Linked DNA regions of Mus musculus: region 1 is linked to region 2. Evidence: chromatin contacts called from public promoter capture Hi-C data. All regions are on one chromosome and are shown on one strand. Each heading gives the region's core, a stretch centred on a gene start, on an enhancer-like site or on the middle of the called end of the contact. The rest is flanking DNA. Distances are from core to core; before and after follow the strand shown.

Region 1 (6,615 bases), core at 2,956-5,455, 140 kb before region 2:
ACACACCCAGGCAGACCCACAGGACGATACCTGTGGTAGTTTTCTCTGAGCTGCTGTCCTACCAGTCACTGAGAGAAAACATGGTCAAAGCCTAAAGCAGGAACTGGGAGTCAGCAACCGAAGCACAGAGGAACACTGCCTACCCTCTGGCTTGCTCAGCTACTTTCTTACATAGCCCAGGCTCATCTGGGCTAGGGATGGCTCCGCCCACAGTGGGCGGGCTCTCCTACATTAATGAGCAATTAAGACAATGTCTCTCAGGCGTATCCACTGGCACATCTGATGGAGGCAATTCCTCAAACAGATCCCCTCTTCCCAGATAACTCCAGTTTTGTCTTAAGTGGACAAGACCCAGCACAGTGTGCGCCGAGCCACTGAGGGCCAGCGTTACTTCGGAGCTCGCAGTGTGCTGTTTGAGGTGGATCTATGCAGTGAGTGTGGAATGCTTCCCTCCTTAGTAAAGCAGCAAATGAGGATTGGCTCACGGTGCTGAGATCTGGTTCCTGGCCTGAGCCTTTCTCACAGACACCTCACGGCCTGTTATCGCCTGCTCGTCGCCCACCTGGGCCGGCTCCGGCCCCTCCGGCAATATGCCAAGTATGAGGTTAAACCACAGGCCAGGCACTGGCTCAGTGTGTGTAAACTCATCACCTATAATGCAAGCCTGCTCAGGGAGGAGACCAGTCCTTTGTGAACAGGCAGAGTTTGAGAGCAACAGCGTGATCTTCCCACAAAGGAAGGGCCTGGTGCAACCTGGAGGTGGCCAGAAGCGGCCCAGCCCCTCGGCTGCCCTACCTCTAAACTCCCTGGCTCTAGAAATACTGTCCTACAGTAACACTCAGTGGTGACTTCAGCACACAGATGGCCCTCGAGGTGTCCCACCCTCAAACTTTTATCACTATAAGCACCTTCCTGAGCGACCCCAAGTCCAGACCTTAACTCTGAAAGCTGGAAGGGAACACGAGATCTCCCCAGCAGCCCTGCCCTGGGTGGGCTGCGCCACAGTCACCCAGTACCATCAAAGAGTTCCAGTTCTATCTACTGAAAACGTCCCTCTTCCTGTACCCAACCCTCGACTTCTTAGCAGGTATTAGGAAAGTCCCACTGACAGACTCTTGACTTGACCCACGAAACAGTAGCCACTAATCGTGTATGGCCACTTGGGTTATGAAAAACTCACACCCTCAATCAAGCCAGACGTAAGTATGTGCATGACCGGTGGATTACATGTTGGATGCAGCTGGGCGTGGTGGCGCACACCTTAAATCCCAGCACTCGGGAGGCAGAGGCAGGCGGATTTCTGAGTTCGAGGCCAGCCTGGTCTACAAAGTGAGTTCCAGGACAGCCAGGGCTATACAGAGAAACCCTGTCTCGAAAAACAAAAAACAAAAACAAACATGTTGGATGCTACAAAGACAGGGGCGTTCCTTTCAACAGAAATCTCTCTCCAGATGTATGAGAGAATCTTCATCCTGTTCTTCAGTCTGGCTCAGTTTTGCTGTTAGATAACACTGCTGCCTTAGCTTGGTGGCCTCTATAATGTTTCATAAAAAGGCTTAAAGACACAATTTTATGATTATGTTTTTTTTAAACCTGGCAACGCTATTTCTTTTTTGCAAAACGTGTGCACCATGTGGCTGGAGATATGGCTCAGCAATTAAGAGCAATCATTGCTCCCGCAGTGGACCTGTATTCAGTTCCAAACACCCACTCCAGTACCAAGGGACCTGACACCGTTTTCTGACCTGCACGGGCTCCTGCATGCATGCGGTAGACATACGTGCCCTCAGATGCACACACACACACATGAACCTTTTCAAAGAACACTGAATGATGACCTAAGCTGAGATGGCAAGAATACCAGGGCAGGACACTCCCTCAGTCGTATTCTACCGTGACCGTGTCTCATCTCAGTGACAGGAGCACACCCTCACGGTCTGATGTGGTTGGCTAATTCATACTCGACACAAAGGGGAGGGGTGTAAAAGCAAGTCAAGTCTGTAGAGAACTTCTAAGAGACGGGCAAACAGGCATGCGCACAGATCGAATGATGGTAGGGTTTAATGGAGTTCTGGCCCTTAGCAGGCTAGCCACCTCTGATCGACAGGGGGAAAGAAGTCCCTAACAATTCCACTGTCTTTATTATACATTCTGGCTGCTGTCCTCCAACCCCATCAGACTCATCCAGCATTCTGAAGTCTGTAGTAGAAGCAAGCTATTGCTCTAAGTGACCGGGGATTGTTTAATTCTGATGACCCTTTGGGCCCCTAGGGCAACGAGTTGCTATTCTAGCTCTTAAACGTGGCTTAAAGTGAGCCTGTCTTCCTAGGGGTGGTCCACAACCAGGTGACTGACCTCTATCCACTAGAACGTTAGCTCCCCATTCAGGCCAGAAATCCTACTCTCTTGACCTTTTTCTCTTTGTAGGCCCTCACTGCTTCTGCAGTACTTATTACCCCCTCTAAAGAGGTGACCCTGGAATCACTTAGGAACCAGATCATTTAGGAACCTCCAAACACTTCTGCCATCTCTGGCCTCTGGCAAGAATGAGGCTGTCAAGAGATCCGAGGACACCTCTGGCAGAGAGATAAACTGGTTACTTTTCTTTGGAGTCTTTTTTTTTTTTTCTCCCCCAAGACAGAGTTTCTCTGGATAGTCTTGCGCTGTTCTGGAACTCACTCTGTAGACCAGGCTGGCCTTGAACTCACAGAGATCCACCCGCTTTTGCCTCCTGAGTGCTGGTACTAAAGGCATGTGCCAGCATTGCCCATTCTTTGGAGTTTTTTCATCACCCCTACTCCTGTCAAGAACTGCCAGAAGGAATTGAGGGAACGCCCACTCTGGCTTCTTCCAGCCGACCAGAGGGCACCAGGTGCAGAAACACCTCTGCAGTGGGCCAACCTCAACCTTAAAATACTCTATCCATTGATTTTATCTGAATGGGTGTTTTGCCTGCATGCCTGTGGCTGGCCTTTAGAGTGACAAGCCCAGCACCTGCATTCAGACCCATCAATAGCCGTGGGGTGGCTGGCATCAAAGTGGAGTCCCTCCACGGTGGCATCTGAAGACTCTCTCCCCATCAGCCTGGCCCTGGTAGGGCCACCTTTCTAGGGCTTGGCCTGTTGGTATCCTGCTTCTGTGATTGGTTCCTGCCTCTTTGGTGCCATGCTGGCTCCTGTGGCAACCCCAGGTGTGTGCCCCCTAGGAATACCGTGTGACCCTCCCTGTCCTGGGCTCCGAGGTCCACAGTGGCTTCCCAGGCAGGCAGTGAGAAGGGTCAGCAGTTTCAGTCCAGGTGAGCTAGGACGAGTCTGGGCAGTTAGACACTGTGCTCTGCCACATGTGTCTCCCTTGGGGAGAACCCAGTTTTATCTCCTTTATGCTCTACACCACAGACAAATCTCACTCGAGTTATTCCCCTATAAATCTTCTATATAAGTCCATGTTCCTGTAAAGGGGGGAGGTATGGGGACAAGCATGGGAAGGGCGGGAGGAAGGAAAGGAAGAACAGAATAGCCACGAGGGCCATCCTGGAGAAGGCCAGCCTGGGCTACACAGTGAGACCTTGTCTCATCCCTTCCCCAATATAATTAACCAATTAATTAAAAATGCACTGGGTCTGAAGGGGTCGTATAGGAAGCTACTCAAGAGGCAGAGACAGGAGGATTACTAGCCTGGGCAACTTAGATACTGTGTCAAATTAAACTAACAAAGGGCTGGGGCCTTGTCAGTGGTAGAGAAGACTAGCCCAGTGCACATGAGACCCTGGGTTCACCAGCAGGAAAAAAAAGTGTGGAACATTTCAGATCTACACACAGAGAGGCTGGGTGGAACAGGCAGGAACCAGTAGACTGGCTGCTGCTACCCCTGCAGGCTCCTGTGTCCCCGAGGGCTGCCAGTCCCAGTGCCACAGGGGCTAGGACAGGTTGCTGGGATGTTGGCTTCGGAGCTCCAAACCTCTGGCTTTGCGTATAATCACCGTCTCCCCAGCTCTGGTACCGGCTGAATAAGCCCTCCCACCAGATGGGGCACCTATGCAGTCAGAGCCCAGCCTTGAGCTTGCTTGGCTTCCCGTGTGCCCTAGCTGGGGCCAGAAAAGTCCACAAATTATAACTGGCTTCTTCACTCAGTATCTGCTCAGGAGACAGCCTCAACTCAGAGGTTCCTGCCATGCCCACTAGCAGCAGCAGGGGGCAGTGTGGCTCCAGGGACACAGTAGAGGAAGTATCTGGTCCTGTGGCTTCCCCTGTCATTAGACCAGGGCTGAGCGGTTGGGGATGGGCTCTTTCATGTGCTGTCTCCACCTGAGTCACACTTGCCCCCCTAAGTTTCAGGCACGGAGGCCCCACATCTGCCCTGTGGCCCTTGCTTATGGATCTGCCTAACCTGATCTTCCTGCTCCATCAGCTCCAGTCCAGAGTCTTTCTTCTGACACAGGTAACCTGGCCGTGTAGGTCAGTCCCCTGTCTTACTGTGATCTAACTGTAATGTGGCAGGGTGTGTGTGTGTGTGTGTGTGTGTGTGTGTGTGAGAGAGAGAGAGAGAGAGAGAGAGAGGGAGAGAGAGAGAGAGAGAGAAAGAGAGAGAGAGAGAGAGAGAGAGAGAGAGAGAGAGAGAATGAGAGATCTGGAAGCCAGTACAGGCAAGCAAACAAACCATGAGCCAGGTCAGAGGTGTCTGGTGAGCAGGGTTAGCCTCCAAAGAGACACAGGTTTTTGTTTTGTTTTGTTGGGGTGGCGGGGGTGGCACACTTTCCCTGTGTAGCCCTGGCTGTCCTGGAATGCTCTCTGTAGACCAGGTTGGCCTCAAATTCACAGAGATCCTCCTGCCTCTGCTTCTGGGTGGTTGGACTAAAGGTGTGTGCCACTACCACTTGGCTAAGGGACATAGTTTTGTTTGTTTGTTTGTTTGTTTGTTTTTCGAGACAGGGTTCCTCTGTGTAGCCCTGGCTGTCCTGGAACTCACTCTGTAGACCAGGCTGGCCTCCAACTCAGAAATCCACCTGCCTCTGCCTCCCAAGTGCTGAGACTAAAGGTGTGCACTACCACTGCCCCTCGGGACATAGTTTTATGGTGTTTTTCCTTTGGACCTCCAGGCTGTGTTTCATGGGAAAGTGATCACCAGGAGAGGCGGCTGCCTCTTCATCTCCACCCCTTCCAGCTGTGGCCTGTGGGAGCTGAGCTTGGGTGAGAAACCAGGTCAGCCTCCCTGGGGACAGGTGAGTCATCTTAGACCAGATCCAGAAAGGCAGATGGGAGGTGGGTGGCTTCTTCCCAGCAAGCAGAGCCAGGGGCTGTGAGTCTGGCCCTTAGCAGAGGGGGCCTGCCTCACTTCACAAAAGCCCCTCCCCAGCGAACTACAGGTCTCACTGATGCACAGCTGTGTAGTGGTGGGGCCATTTCAACTTGGAGTGCCTGCCCACTATCCTCACTCCAGGGCCTTCCCTCCCTTATAGCCACTCTGTCCTTCATCCCCTCAGTCTCATGCTGGGGTCAAGGAAGAGAGGGAGAGGACAGGGGTGCAGAGGGCAGGGGTGCAGGGGTGCAGAGGGCAGGGTTGCAGAGGGCAGGGGTGCAGAAGGCAGGGGTGCAGAAGGCAGGTACTTACCCACACCCCTTGGTTTAGCCGGAATTGGTTCTGGTGACTTCCTGGGAGAAGACAGGGTGAGCTGAGAGCCTTGAGTCAGGTTCAGTGGGGCAAGAATAGGACCTAGAGCTGGGGATACCATGGGGTGCACAGTGGCTGAGCTGCTGCTCCCGTGGTTTCCAATCTAGTTAGTGTGTTGGCCATGACAAGGGCCGTGTCCACAGGCAACTGGATCTCATGGGGGCTGCACGGTCAAGGGCTGGAGGCAGCTGGAGCACTGACAGGGGACCTGGGGCAGAGGGTGTCCTGGGGTGGTTATGTTTTCTTAACAGAAGGATTTATTCGGGGCTTAGAGTTTAAGAGGGATAGGAGTCCATCAACAAACATGGCAGGGAGCAGGGCACCAGGCAGGGCACTGGAGCAGCAGCTGGGAGCTTGGTATCCTGAGTCTCTAATGCCAGGATGTTGGAAATGAACTCTGTTCCACAGTGGCCTCTGTAAGTGTCCGCTGCTGTCAGGAAAGTTCAGCGTTGGCTTCCCCTGGGGTGGCCAGGGCACGGCTGGGGTTGAGGGAGGAGAGAACTTGTCTTCTAAAGTAAGAGCTGGGTGGAAAGGCTGGGGGTTAGGCACGGCCCCTTCCTCTGTTTTCCTGCGCTTTCCAGTCCAGTCGCTCTGAGAGTAAAGAACGGGCGGGGGGAGGGGAAGGTGAGGAGCCGAGCTAGAGAGCCCTGTTCCCACTCCATTCTGTACTAGGACTGTTCTCTTCCAGTCAATACCAAGAGGGTTGGTGACAAATTTGGGAGTGAAGAATCTGAAACAGCCAAATAAATCACATTAATGACCATTCAGATAGAATCAGTCAATGGAATCGAACCCATTTGGCTGACGAGACGTCGCTGCCTCCCCTACCCCCAGTCCGGGTGCTTTCCAGCTGGCCTCCTCCAGGGACTCCTGGGATGGCCTCACAGCTTGGAAAGAGGGGGGCCACCTGTGTGTCCTTTTTAGCCACAGAGCTCAGGAGAAAGGCTG
Region 2 (6,406 bases), core at 678-3,177:
CTCACACCTCCACTAGAGCATCCAGCCTGCCTCTTCCAGCTCCTGCTGGATCTAGGCACCCCTCATCTATGGCAGCCTTGCCCACCCTGTCTGCATCCTTCTAAGGCTGCCTTTCTGGCAAGGACACTGATCCTGGGATTTCAGTCATTTTAGGTCTGGTGCAGGATGGAGGGAGGGTGCTGTCCAGGTCTGCTGTGCACGGCAACTGCCACTTACAGGAAACCAGAGCCTTACTTTCATGGCTGATCCCATGGGTTCCGGCCGCCAGGGGCACAGAGGACATCCCAGGGCAGCCACAGTAAAGACCAGCATAGAAGCCCACGAGTACTTCCACTTCACACTTAGCCTCCATGTAGGCTGCCTGGCCTCTGTGCTTGTTGGTGGGACCAGCTTTGCCAGGGATGTGACTCACAGAGGAGGCAGGCTCCCAACGGATGAGAGAAGACTAATGTGGGAGAAAAATGTCTGAGGTGACATGTCCCAGAAAGCAGAACTGTGGGCCTCATGGGAGTTTGCAGACAGCTAACAGTGACCTTTGGCCCTGGTCTGATGGAATGATGGTGACCTTTGGCCTAAATCTGTGTGAGTGACTGTGATCTCTCACCCACATCTGCTTGAAATGAGGTGACCTCTGACGATTTCTGTGTGAGGTGACAGTGACCTCTGACCGGTATCTGCTTCAGGGGATGGTGGCTTCTGACTCAAGTTTGTATGATGTGAAGATGACCTCTGACCCATGTTGTGCCAAAACACCTTCATAGAGACCTTCCTGTTAGGCTCGCCAGCTCTGATCCTGGGCTGTGACCTTGAGCTCCACCCTCAACCTCCAGCCCCTCTCCTTCCTGACTCAGGCCTGGTGTGCTCAGAAGCCTGAAGCAATAGGTTGTGGCCTGTCCTGCCTCCACGTCTACCTCTGTCTTGCTGGCCACATGGTCTCAGGAGCTTCTTTCTGTGTGAGGTTGTGTCTTGAGAGACAGCAGAAGATGATACAGAGGCTCCCAAGAGCACCCAGCATGCTTTGCTGAGCCTGCAGCCTAGATTTAGGGGCACGTGGGTTCAAGTGCAAGGATCTCTGCTGCGGTAAAAGACATAGCCCCACAAGCTCAGCCCTGGAGTGAAAGGACCAGCTGTGGAGCCTTGGTCATCCCTTGGTCCTATCTGGAAGACACACACACACACACACACACACACACACACAGAGAGAGAGAGAGAGAGAGAGAGAGAGAGAGAGAGAGAGAGAGAGACCATCATGAGGGACAGTTTGCAAAAGTCAGGCAGATAGAGGAAGGCAGAGACCCCAGCATGGGCAGAAGAGAATATGGAGGCTAAGTAGGGGTCACCACCAGACCTCTTGTTCCTCTTGCTGTCACGATGGACAGTGTCCCCATCCACTCACACAGAGTCCAGGTAAGGCAAGGTAAATGCTACTGCTGTAAGCCCTAACGTTCTCTCCTCCCACCCTGGGGACAAGAAGACAGTTCCTCCTGGGAGATAGCCTGTCATCCCCATACCACATACCATCTTCATCAGTAAGACAAAGATAAGAGGCCAGGAAGATTGAGATCTGAGTAGGGTGTGTGCAGTCCAGGCCAGCTTCCTAGAGACAGTGTCCCCGGGGGTGGGGGTGGGGGTGGGATGGGGGAAGCTGCAAGCTACTCCTCAGGCAAGGGCAACTTTCGGTTCTTCCTGTAGGTTACGCTGAAAGCTTGGTGGGCGTGCTAGCCTAGATAAGCCCCTGGTCTCTGATCCCTGAGGGAATGCCTGACCTGCTCCTTCTAGAACTGCCCACCACCTCAGTGGGGGAAGCCAGGAGAGGAGAGAAAGTGGTCTCTCTGAAAGTGATCTACCCACCCATCCCTGGGAGTAGTATAGGCCTGGAGGTGTGGCCAGCATGGTGAATTCTCCATGAAGTTCCCAGATGCAGGTCTACCCAGCCCAGGAGGATAACTCAGAGGACAGGAATCATGCCCAGGGAGGCTCTAGCCACTCTCTTAACTGAGCAAAGTTGCTGGCTATCTACTGAAAGGATGATGGATCTGATGAACACAGGCTCCCTCAGGGTGCGCCCTGGCTCCATGGCCCTGACTGTCTAGCTTATTCCTCCCTCCCGTGCTGTGGGGCCTCTGGCCATCTGGCTGCTTTGCAAACGCCCAGGGCCTTTGCACTGTCTTCCAGCAGCTGGACCTTGCAGTTCCTCCACCCAACCAGCCCCGTGGCGTTTCCTAAATTCATCTGTGGCATCTCGTCTGTCCCTCTCGGTTGCATTGGGCTCCATAAGGCTGGGTCTCAGGCCATCCAGACCAACAGAAGGGCGTGCCTAGCACTGCAAAGGAAGGGGAGTGTCCGTGGAGATATACAGCCAGAAAAAGCCAGGATGCAAGTTCACAAAGCATAGCTTAGTCTGTGAGTATCCCTAGATGCAGGAGGCAGATGTCACCAGGAGCTACAATGCAAGTCAAGAGAAAGAGAGAGAATGGCTTCTTGGTCATGGATGCAGGGATGTACCTTCTGCTGTGTCTGCTGTTGGCTTCTGGCCTCCTCACAAGATCAGAGCAAGCTAGCCTAGATTCCAGCTGAGACAGAGCCGGGAGGCACATTGAACCTCCTAGGAAGGAGGTCCCAACATCCACCAAGGCAAAGGGACAGGGGACACAGTAGCCTCTTCCAATGGAGGGACATCTCCCCAGAGGGATATAAGGAGCAGCCATGGCACAGAGAACAATGGTGTCCTTTGGCAGCCCAAGAGCCACAGTGGGCTTTAGCTCAAGCTTGGTCCCTCATTTTCCTACCTTCTTATCACCATGTTGCTTACAGAGGAGGACACAGAACGAGCGAGAGGAAGTGTCTGCACGGCTGTGAGCTGACACTAGGCTATCACCTACCCAGCCCATGTTCCTTTCTGGCCACCAGCACACAGAAAGGCCAAGTGACCTTCTCAGACTCAAACAGCAAGTCCTGGCCAGGGTGGGCTCAGGGTCCTCTCTGTGAAGCTCATCTATGAGAAAACATGAAGTGAGGTATAATCTTAGGACAGGGACCCCTTGGCACTGGCTCCTCTGTGTGGGAGTCTGTCTCGGCAGCAGTACACTAAGCTTGGCTCTACAGGGGCTCTGCTTGCTTCTAGAAGACCAAGCATGTCCTGAAACCTGCTGACAGTAATAATAACATTAGCAGCTGATGGTGATAACAGCCATGGGGCACCCCCCCCCCCCCGCCGTAACAGCCTGACCTGTTTGGGAATCTTGTCTTGGTCTTCACTCATTACTGAAGTTCAAGTTTTTTTTTTTTTTCATTTCCCTAGAATGGAGCCCTGGGAGGGACAAGGACCAAAAAGCTTCCTTTCTGTCAGGGGAAGAAGAAACCCCAGAACCTTTTGAGGAGCCCCATGAGGGTAGAGGCAGGCGAACAGAGTTGGTACTAGATCATCGAGCTGAACTCAGGCCTCTTGAAGCCAGGCTTGGCCTAATGATGCAGCCTGTGTCCTAGCTCCATGGGCCAGACTTAGCCCATGTCCCTGGGTCCCCAAGCTTCAGAGTGTCTGCAAAGGGAAAGTCACATCGGCCTATATTCCAGTGAGCCAGGCTTCCCGGTCTGTAGAGTGTGATAGTGGACCAAACTTTAAAGATGGGAATCAGTTGCACCTGCTCCCACACCTGAGGGTGACACAGATGGGGACAAGCCTGCTTAGTGAGTCTGGAGTAGAACGGGGTGAGGAAAGGCCCACCCTGGCACAGGGCCTGGCCCCCTCACCTCAGCCCTATCTCTCCCTCAGCGCTTCCTGCTGTTCCCCAGCTCCCACTCCACCATGACAGATCCTGAATATGTTGGGGAGGAGCCACGAGGCCTTGCCAGAGCCAGGAGGAACTGGGAGTCCGCCCCACCCTCCGACCCAGGTGCATTCTGAGTATCTGGAAAGCCCCGACTCTGGAGGGGGAAAGTGGAAGGCTGGCTGAGGGGGTCAAAAGGCCCTGTGTTGTGTCTATGGTAGCCGCCGCCAGCACCCTTCACTTTAGCCTCTGACCAGTGTCCCTGTGTTCCCAGAACAGCAGGGCCTGCTGGGTGTGTATGGTTCTCCCAGAATCCAGAGTTCCTCAGAAAGTCCTTTGGCACCCCCATGGCCCCAGCTGCTGTCCCCAACTGCTCCATCCTATGACGAGAGAAGGAATATGGCTTCCACAGGGTCCTTCAGGGAAAGGCCCAGATGAGGCGGCTGCTGTGTTTGCCCTGGCCACACCCTGAGGCTTGCCTTCCCAGCTACCTTGTGGCTCTCCATCTGTTCTGCTTGCTCTGTGAAACCTTTCTAATGCTCTTGACATTAGGCAGTCATCCCTGTGTCCAGCCAGTTTTCTCGTTGTAAAATGGGGACAGTAACTGTCTGGCTTTCCCCCAGATCCATGCATCCCAACCAAGTGGGCAGTGGCAGCACCCAGATGGACATAAGAACCGTCTGATGCCCCCATTTCCTCTACAGCAGTTCTCCCAGGCACTGGGGTGTTAACTTGTCACAGGAAGAGCATTATCTCCTTTCTGCTGGTCTGTGCTGGTTCCCATGGAGGCTGCTGGTCCCCGGGGTGGACATGCCACATAAGCCCATGTGTTCTTTCTCTGCTTCCCTGCTGAAAATTGAGCCCCTGACTCTCCCCTATTGCAAAGATGCTCACATAAGGCTGCCCACATCCAAACACGGAGGCCACATCCAGGCCTTTAGCAGAGGCCCAAATCCAAAGTGGCTACCGGTATTGCTCTCAGGGGAAAGAGGCTGGACTCAAAGGGTGGCGATGGGAACAGGAGATATGTCCCTGGTCTTTGTAGCCCTGTAAACCACAGCTCACATTCAGAAGGTATTTATCCAAGCATCCAGTAAAAGTTCTTGGGGATCCTGCAATCCCTGGCCCAGTTCCTCAGACCTGAAGGACTGGGTTCTTGGCATTAAGTGGGCTGCATGCCTCGCGAGGCTGGGCAGGCTGAGCCAAAGTCAGCCTGTCCGGGTGTGGGAGATTCATGGAGGATCCCCAGCTGTGCCAAGCGGGTGGGAGAGGAGCCAAGAGTTCTATGGGCACACAGTCCTATTATCAGGCTCTGCTCACTGGCAGGCTACTCACAGATGTCCTCTGACCCTGCGTGGGGTAACCTACCCTGGTACCCTGCTAGTCAACAGCTCCTGGCTAAGGCACTTCAGGGAGACCCAGCTAGTGGAGGCGAGACTGCAGGCAAGTGCACACTATGCATAGTGGTCTCTGAGAATCATCTCAGCCCTGCCCCTAAGGCAGACGGAAGAGGAAAGGCTGCTCACTCTACTGCGTGGGTGGCCAAGGGGAATTCTGACCTTTCTGTGGATTCCCTGTGCAGGCCCAAGCCCGTATTTAGCACATGGTCAGTTGGGGAGGGGTTGCCCATTCCAGAAGCCAGTGGTTCTGTGGCACTTTTTAACATTGGGCAGGCGTGGCCTCTAGAGATTACTCGTTTGCATGATTACAAAATGGCCTTGCTTAGTTTGGTCACACAAGAACTTCGGCTGTTTCTCTCTGGGTGGACAGCAATGACCCAGGGTATGAAGTTCTCATGGGTGAGTTAGGCTTGTAAATTCACCATTGAGTCATACAGGTCAAGGTCAGAGCCTCTCACTCGACACGCAAAGGCACGCACCGGCAAGTGCCACACACCACATAGGAGATATGGCAAGATCAAAGCAGCAGCACACAGGGACTGATATCCAGGTCAGCATCGTGTGACAAGTACTGTTCTGAACCAGTGGCTGGACAGAGGGCCTTGGTGAGGGTGCTCTGTGAAGAATGGGCAGAAGAGTGGATGTATGTTTGATGTATGTATGATGTGTGTATAAATATGTACAGAGGATGGAGAGACGGATGGTGGACAGATGGTAGAGGATGATGGTGTGGATGGGTAGTTGATAATGATTGTATAGATGAATAGGTAGATGGACAGAGGATGATAGATGAGTGTGTAGATGGATGGTTTGATGATGGATGGGATGGATGGATGATGGATGGATGGATGGATGGATGGATGGATGGATGGGATGGGATGGCTAGATGGATGGATGGATGGATGGATGGATGGATGGATGGATGGATGCAGAGATGGATGGATGGATGCAGAGATGGATGGATAGATGGAGAGATGGATGGATAGATGAATCTTTTATTGTTTTATCTCTTGTTTGGAAACTCTATTCAGCAGTAATTTAGACCCTGGTTTAAGTAGGATGGCTTTGACCTGAAGATAGCAGATAGCCTGGTCCAGGGCTAGACACAGTTTATGTGATGCCCATAGAAAAAGCCCAAAAAACAAAAGGTCCAGTTGGAAGATCAATGATACCATCTGGAACCCATGTCTTCATACTGCCTGCCTTCCTATCCTCTTTCTTGAAGATGCCTAGATATAA

The links. Promoter capture Hi-C pulls out the DNA fragments that hold promoters and counts their contacts.
Region 1: a contact with region 2 is called in a promoter capture Hi-C map of trophoblast stem cells, with 4 times the contacts expected there. The contact joins two enhancer-like sites. A contact is called at or near these places in 27 of 39 promoter capture datasets (the 3T3-L1 cell line, 3T3-L1-derived adipocytes, the C10 cell line and 15 more), 4 of 15 datasets of contacts at CTCF or cohesin (the G1E-ER4 cell line, embryonic stem cells, pro-B cells and 1 more), 71 of 484 Hi-C or Micro-C datasets (the AML12 cell line, the C10 cell line, the C2C12 cell line and 48 more), 17 of 115 datasets of contacts at active chromatin or transcription factors (DN3 thymocytes, the HPC-7 cell line, the SCID.adh cell line and 14 more) and 4 of 9 other capture datasets (adipose tissue, liver, macrophages and 1 more).

What each region holds. Positions count from the first base shown.
Region 1 is chr8:122,828,176-122,834,790 of GRCm38.p6, reverse strand. Gm35466 (a long non-coding RNA gene) reads right to left here. Exons shown (of 3, transcript XR_388150.3): 1 at 5,608-6,615. Among named protein-coding and RNA genes, the nearest start is that of Gm35466, 8.1 kb to the right of the region's middle. Within about 2 kb of position 4,205, at least 33 of the 459 cell types and tissues checked have an H3K27ac peak or open chromatin away from gene starts, as enhancers often do. A contact at or near this core is called in the G1E-ER4 cell line and trophoblast stem cells, where this site is marked.
Region 2 is chr8:122,689,847-122,696,252 of GRCm38.p6, reverse strand. It overlaps a transcript of Cbfa2t3 not described here. Among named protein-coding and RNA genes, the nearest start is that of Gm10612, 4.8 kb to the left of the region's middle. Within about 2 kb of position 1,927, at least 7 of the 459 cell types and tissues checked have an H3K27ac peak or open chromatin away from gene starts, as enhancers often do. A contact at or near this core is called in the G1E-ER4 cell line and trophoblast stem cells, where this site is marked.